Linked DNA regions of Mus musculus: region 1 is linked to region 2. A link is a contact called in public HiChIP or PLAC-seq data. All regions are on one chromosome and are shown on one strand. Each heading gives the region's core, a stretch centred on a gene start, on an enhancer-like site or on the middle of the called end of the contact. The rest is flanking DNA. Distances are from core to core; before and after follow the strand shown. Region 1 overlaps Ryr3 (ryanodine receptor 3). Region 2 overlaps Aven (apoptosis, caspase activation inhibitor).

The links. HiChIP or PLAC-seq counts read pairs in DNA pulled down with a chosen protein or histone mark.
Region 1: a contact with region 2 is called in an H3K27ac HiChIP or PLAC-seq map of embryonic stem cells, with 18 read pairs. The contact joins two enhancer-like sites. A contact is called at or near these places in 3 of 39 promoter capture datasets (embryonic stem cells, hippocampal neurons and liver), 2 of 484 Hi-C or Micro-C datasets (embryonic stem cells and uterus), 4 of 115 datasets of contacts at active chromatin or transcription factors (all in embryonic stem cells) and 1 of 9 other capture datasets (pancreatic islet).

What each region holds. Positions count from the first base shown.
Region 1 is chr2:112,675,529-112,678,228 of GRCm38.p6, forward strand. It overlaps Ryr3 (ryanodine receptor 3), which reads right to left. Exons shown (of 104, transcript NM_001319156.1): 72 at 2,508-2,567; 73 at 305-436. Among named protein-coding and RNA genes, the nearest start is that of Gm22676, 180 kb to the left of the region's middle. Within about 2 kb of position 1,338, at least 43 of the 459 cell types and tissues checked have an H3K27ac peak or open chromatin away from gene starts, as enhancers often do. A contact at or near this core is called in embryonic stem cells, where this site is marked.
Region 2 is chr2:112,496,674-112,499,373 of GRCm38.p6, forward strand. The region is part of intron 1 of Aven (apoptosis, caspase activation inhibitor); the gene reads left to right. It also overlaps a transcript of Chrm5 not described here. Among named protein-coding and RNA genes, the nearest start is that of Gm22676, 2.8 kb to the right of the region's middle. Within about 2 kb of position 1,303, at least 12 of the 459 cell types and tissues checked have an H3K27ac peak or open chromatin away from gene starts, as enhancers often do. A contact at or near this core is called in embryonic stem cells, where this site is marked.

The sequences.
Region 1 (2,700 bases), core at 88-2,587, 180 kb after region 2:
TCCTAGGTTTTCTCTATTTTCTCAGATTCTACTAGACATGGATTGCAGTTTTACAAATGGCAAAGAGCTGTAATAAGTCTTTTGAAGTCATACTAAGAAGTCATAAAAAACACAAGGGAAAGCTGAAGGGACTGATGTATTAGGCACCAGGCAACATTTGGGGGTGTGGGATAACTTCCAATGGCTGTCTTTTGCCTGAAGGGGTCTCCTGTAACTGAGAGCGGAGGACAGGGAAGAAGGTTCTATCCTCCAGAGCAGTCTTGCTTACACACTCCTCAGAGCAAACACTCAGAGCAGAGCATACCTGCTCAAGGTGGAAGAGAGCTGCCGAAATGCTCTGCACCCGCTCCACCGTCTTTTCTGGATTAGAAGGCTCGTCATTCCTCAGAACGTCCTTGTAGAGGTTCAGTTGCCATTTCACAGCTGGGTCATCAGACTAAAAGTTGAAGCACATCCATGAGATGAGCAATTTCTGTGCCTCTTGTGCTAAGAAATACTTTTAGTTCTACCAGGGTTCCATATGTTAAGACTCGTTTTTATTATACTTTCCTTTCTCCCTTCCTCTCCTTTCTTTCAAATATATATATATGCTATTATTTATGTATATGTGTGCCTAACTCTGGAGCTTTCGGTGCTTGTGGATGCCAGAGGGGGCCAGATTCCTTGGAGTTGGAACTGTGTAATGTGGGTGCTGGGAATTGAACTTGTGTCCTCTGGAAGAGCATCAGGTGCTCTTAACTGCTGAGCCATCTCTTCTGTCCCTCTCCTTCTTTCTTAAGCCTACAACATATAGATGCAAGACATGAGCTTCATGTTCCCCATGCCTTTACCACTTTGTGCTACATTTTGGATGATTTCTGTAAAACAATCTTCCAGTTTCTCGATTCTGTGTTCAGGTATGCCTACCTTGTATCTTATGCCTACATATTAAGGTTTAAATTTCGAGAGTATGTATTTGTACAATCCTATGCTATTGAAAGAGTAGTAAACTCAATGCTCCAAGGTATGCTAATCATAAAACAGATAGCAACATTCCTTCCTCCACCCACCCGCTTCCTGGGTTCAAAGAGTGTTCATTCAAAGAAAGTCACCCTGACCCACCCTGACCATTGCTGGAACCCACTATGCAAAGGTGCTATTGCTAGGGGCTCTTAGATTGTTAGGGGCTCTTAGAAACTGTCTTGAGAGATAACCTGACACTTGTGACTTTGCACTTCCTTGTGACTCTTAACTGGTATTTTTGGTATTTTCCAACAAAGGTCAAGATGTCCTAGCTAACTTCTTAGCTTCTGTTGAACTTCCTGTTTGTGAGGAACCCCCTGCAGCTAACCACTTATCTTAGCTTCACTCCTTGCTTCAAACTGCCTGCTTTTGCAAAGCTCCCTGCAGCTGCTGAGACAGATGTCAGGACAGGGCTTTTGCTTTTCAGAACCCTGTGTTCTGAGCTCTTGGAGCTACCCCAAGGTCTTCGAACACTTGGGTGTGGTCCCAGCTGGCTGAAATAAAGACTTTCAATTGACAATACACTGTGTCTGAGTGGTCTCTGGTGAGCTCCCTGTTAGATCCCCACTGTCAAGATTTAGAACTTCTTAATTTTTGGCAGTTATGATTTTTTTTTGTCATTTGTTTTTCCTAGAGTATTTTATCTTCCATTGTTACACATTTTTAGAAGAAAGAATCAGTATTTTTGTTTTTCCTCATTCTCTTAGGGTATAATGTCCCCAAACAGAGCTGTTCAGAATTGCAGAACTGGAGAAATCTCAAGTTGCCTTTAAATTCCCTCTATCTTTTAAATTTATTTATTTATTTACTTTTTTTTTTCTCCCAAGACACAAACTTATTTTCTTTCAAAAGCTTTCCAGAGTAGCAGGTGCTAAAATGTCCACCCAGGAGCCTCTTTCTCTGTTCCACAAACATTGCAGTCAATAGATTCAGAGACTTAATCCGAACACCCCCTGAGATGGCCTGCTGTTCATTAGAAAGTGTAACACATACTTATCCTTGGCCTCTTTGCAATAGTAAAGGAAAAAACTAAAATTAAAGACATGGCTGTAAAGCTTAGCCTTTCTCTGTTTCTCTCTCTGTTTCTCTCTCTGTTTCTCTCTCTCTCTCTCTCTCTCTGTGTGTGTGTGTGTGTGTGTGTGTGTGTGTGTGTGTGTGTGTGTGTGTGTGTGTTTTGAGACAGGGCTTTCTGTAGCCCAGGCTGTGCTCACACTTGCTATGATAACCAACCCTGGCCTTAAACTCCTGCTCCTCATACCCTTGCCTCCCATTTGTAGCAATGAAACAGCTTTAAGAATACAGAACTTTAAAACTTGAGTGACATGTGATGTGGCATACATCTATAATCTTAGCACTTGGGAGGCTGAGGTAAGAGGGTCTCAATATTGAGGCTAGCCTAGGCTCCATAGTAAGACTGTATCTTAACAGTCAGATATACAAAGTAAACTAAGCGGGAGGACAGGTCCTCCAGCTAGCAGGACAGCCTGTGAGAGATGAAGCATCACCTTCTCCTGCAGGTGCAGGTTATTCCGAAGATGTTCCTTGACTTCTTCATCAGTGTCCCTCTGTGGAAAGATGGGAAATTTTATTCCTGTGGATCACCTTTAAAATGCAGCATAGGGTACAGGGAAGTATGGCTGGTCAGTGCACAATTTAACGGGGAACTTTCTTAGAAGAACAGGAGAGATGTAAATGAGA
Region 2 (2,700 bases), core at 53-2,552:
TGCTTTCATTGATGTTTTGTAATTATCATTGTCGATATGAATCACTTCTTTGGTTAAATTTATTTGTATATATTTCATCTAAATTTTTTGTTGCTATTGTTTTTTGATTTATTCTTCACTTTCACCAAGTTAATTTTGTATTCTGTAACTTTTCTTAATTTATCAGTTTTAAAGCTTTTTGGTGGCATTGTTTTATATATATATTATGCATCATATATGTATAATTATATGAGTAATTATATAATATACAAAATATACATAACTAATGTCACTTTCCAGCAGGGGTAACTTAACCCCTCATTTTCTGTTTGCATGCCTTTCTTTTGTGTTTCCTCTCACTGAGACTTTTGGAGACAGGATCTTACTATGTAGCCCTGGCTGTCCTGAAACTCACTATGTCAAGCAAGCCGCTTCAACTCAGAGAGATCTCCTGTCTCTACTTCCCAAGTGCTGAAATTCAAGGAGAGTGCTGCTGCCGCCACCACACCTGGGCACAGACTTTAATCTTGTACTGAATGAAGATGTGAAAGGCAAACTTGGTCTTTTTTGTAACATTTATTTTGACGAGTGGTTAACAGGAGGCCTGTTAGTAGTCTTTGAATTTTTTTTTCTTTTTCTATCAGATAATAGTAAGTAACATTTATTGAACACTTAGTTATGAGATTTGCACAGCAAGGCACAGCTAAGTCACTCACGGTTATGGTTAAATTACTTATTCACAGTTAATCTCCAGTTCAGTGAGCCTGGATTCCACATGGGTCTGTTGACACTGGAGCCCACTCTTTTGACTACTGCTCTGAGCTTCTGGTATGATTTGAAAAGAGGTGTCTCAGTGGTAGTGTAGGACTCTGGCAAGTCTTAGTTTGCCAGGGACTCCCTGAAGGAAGCATGCTGAACTGGGAATCAATGCAAAAAGCAAGAGGAATTTATTGTTCCAATTTGTTGGAGTCATCCTACACCCGGAGGAGAAGTGGCTTGTTTGTTGAGTATTTTACAGTTTTCAGAGCAGCAGCCATTAGGCACAATGTGATTGGCAGAACAGCGTGACTTTTTTTTGTTTTGTTTTTATTTTGTTTTGTTTTGTTTTGTTTATCGAGACAGGGTTTCTCTGTGTAGCCCTGGCTGTCCTGGAACTCTGTAGACCAGGCTGACCTTGAACTCAGAAATCCGCCTGCCTCTGCCTCCCAAGTGCCTGTATCAAAGGCATGCGCCACCACGCCCCGCTCAGTGTGACTTTTAAACTGACTGGTCTTTAGGGAATGAGGTGGCAAGGACTTCCCTTGTCTCTAGGTGGCCAAGGTCAAGGTTGCAGAATGTGTCTACAAGCTCTGGGCCTCCCCACTCGCTGGTGGGTCCAACCCACAGTGGTCTGAGGAATGTAATTAAGTCTCTCCTTCCGGGCGGGTGGGAGGGGTATCTAACTGCTTCATGGCCTTTCTCTTCCCGGAGGGGAGGAGTCAGGTGGAATTTTCCAAGTGCCCTGAGCTGACCTCTTCAGTAGGATCTCTTGCTGCACAAGCATGAGGACCTGCATTCAGATTCCCAACACTGGGCACTGCAGCTTGCAGCTGTAATCCCAGCCCTGTGTAGATGGGGCATAGACAGGAGGAATGCTAGAGCTTGTTGGCTGCCAGCCTAGCAGAGCTCCAGGTTCACTGAGACAGTGTCTGAAGTCAGTAAGGCAGAAAGCAATGGAGAAAGATTCCCAATGTCTTCTGCAGACATACACACAGGCAAAGACACTTGTGTACACAGATACATACTATACATGCATACACACATAGACACACACACATTCACACACACACACACACACACACACACACACACATACAGAGGGGGAAGGGAGGGAGGGAGGGGGAGAGGGAGAGAGGAGGGCGTGCTGTTGAGTAATGTTTTTACATACCTTTCCCCTCATGTTTATATATGATTACAAGGCTGAGTATGAAACTGGTAGCATATTTATCTCTTTGAATGTTAGCTGACCTTAAGTGTTCCTTATCTATATTTATGTGGCAGATGTCTATGTCTATATTCACTTAAAAAAAGTGAGACAGAGTCTCTCTTTGTGGCCCAGCTGGCACAAGTGTTCTCTTGCTCAGCTTTTCCAGTACTTGGGACTATAGGCCTGTGCTACCATCCCTAGTCTGGTCAATAAAAAGTGAGAGGGCTGTTAATAACCACACTAGAACTTTGAAGGCATATATTTTTTAAAAAAATAATTATTTTTAACCTTTTTTTTTTTTGCTTTGTAACTAAACCCTGTCTTGAGTAGTAAACAATACTAGCTATTGCAGAGAGTCTTATACTCTAACAAAGGAAGTGTCTGACTCTGATGCTCAGACAGAGAGAGGTGATTTGGTGTCATTTCAGGTCTTGACGCGTGTCTAAGGCTTGTTGCATCCCTGAGGCTGGAGTGGGTCACTGGCATCATGAGCCAGTAGAGACTGTAAGCTTATTAAACTCAGACTCAACAGCCTCCAAGACTGTTTCCGCCTTTCAGAAAGACTGAAGCTGGCTTGGCTGGTGGCTGAACGTGCTTAAGTGTCCCAACAGCAAATTGCTTTAGGATTACATTTTGGAGCCAGGCTACATAGTGAGTTTCAGGCCAGTCTGGGCTATATTGCGAGGAAAAGGCTTTTGACATTATTTCTCATTGCTGTGAGCCATTGTGTGGATGTTAAGTGTCTCGGTGTATCT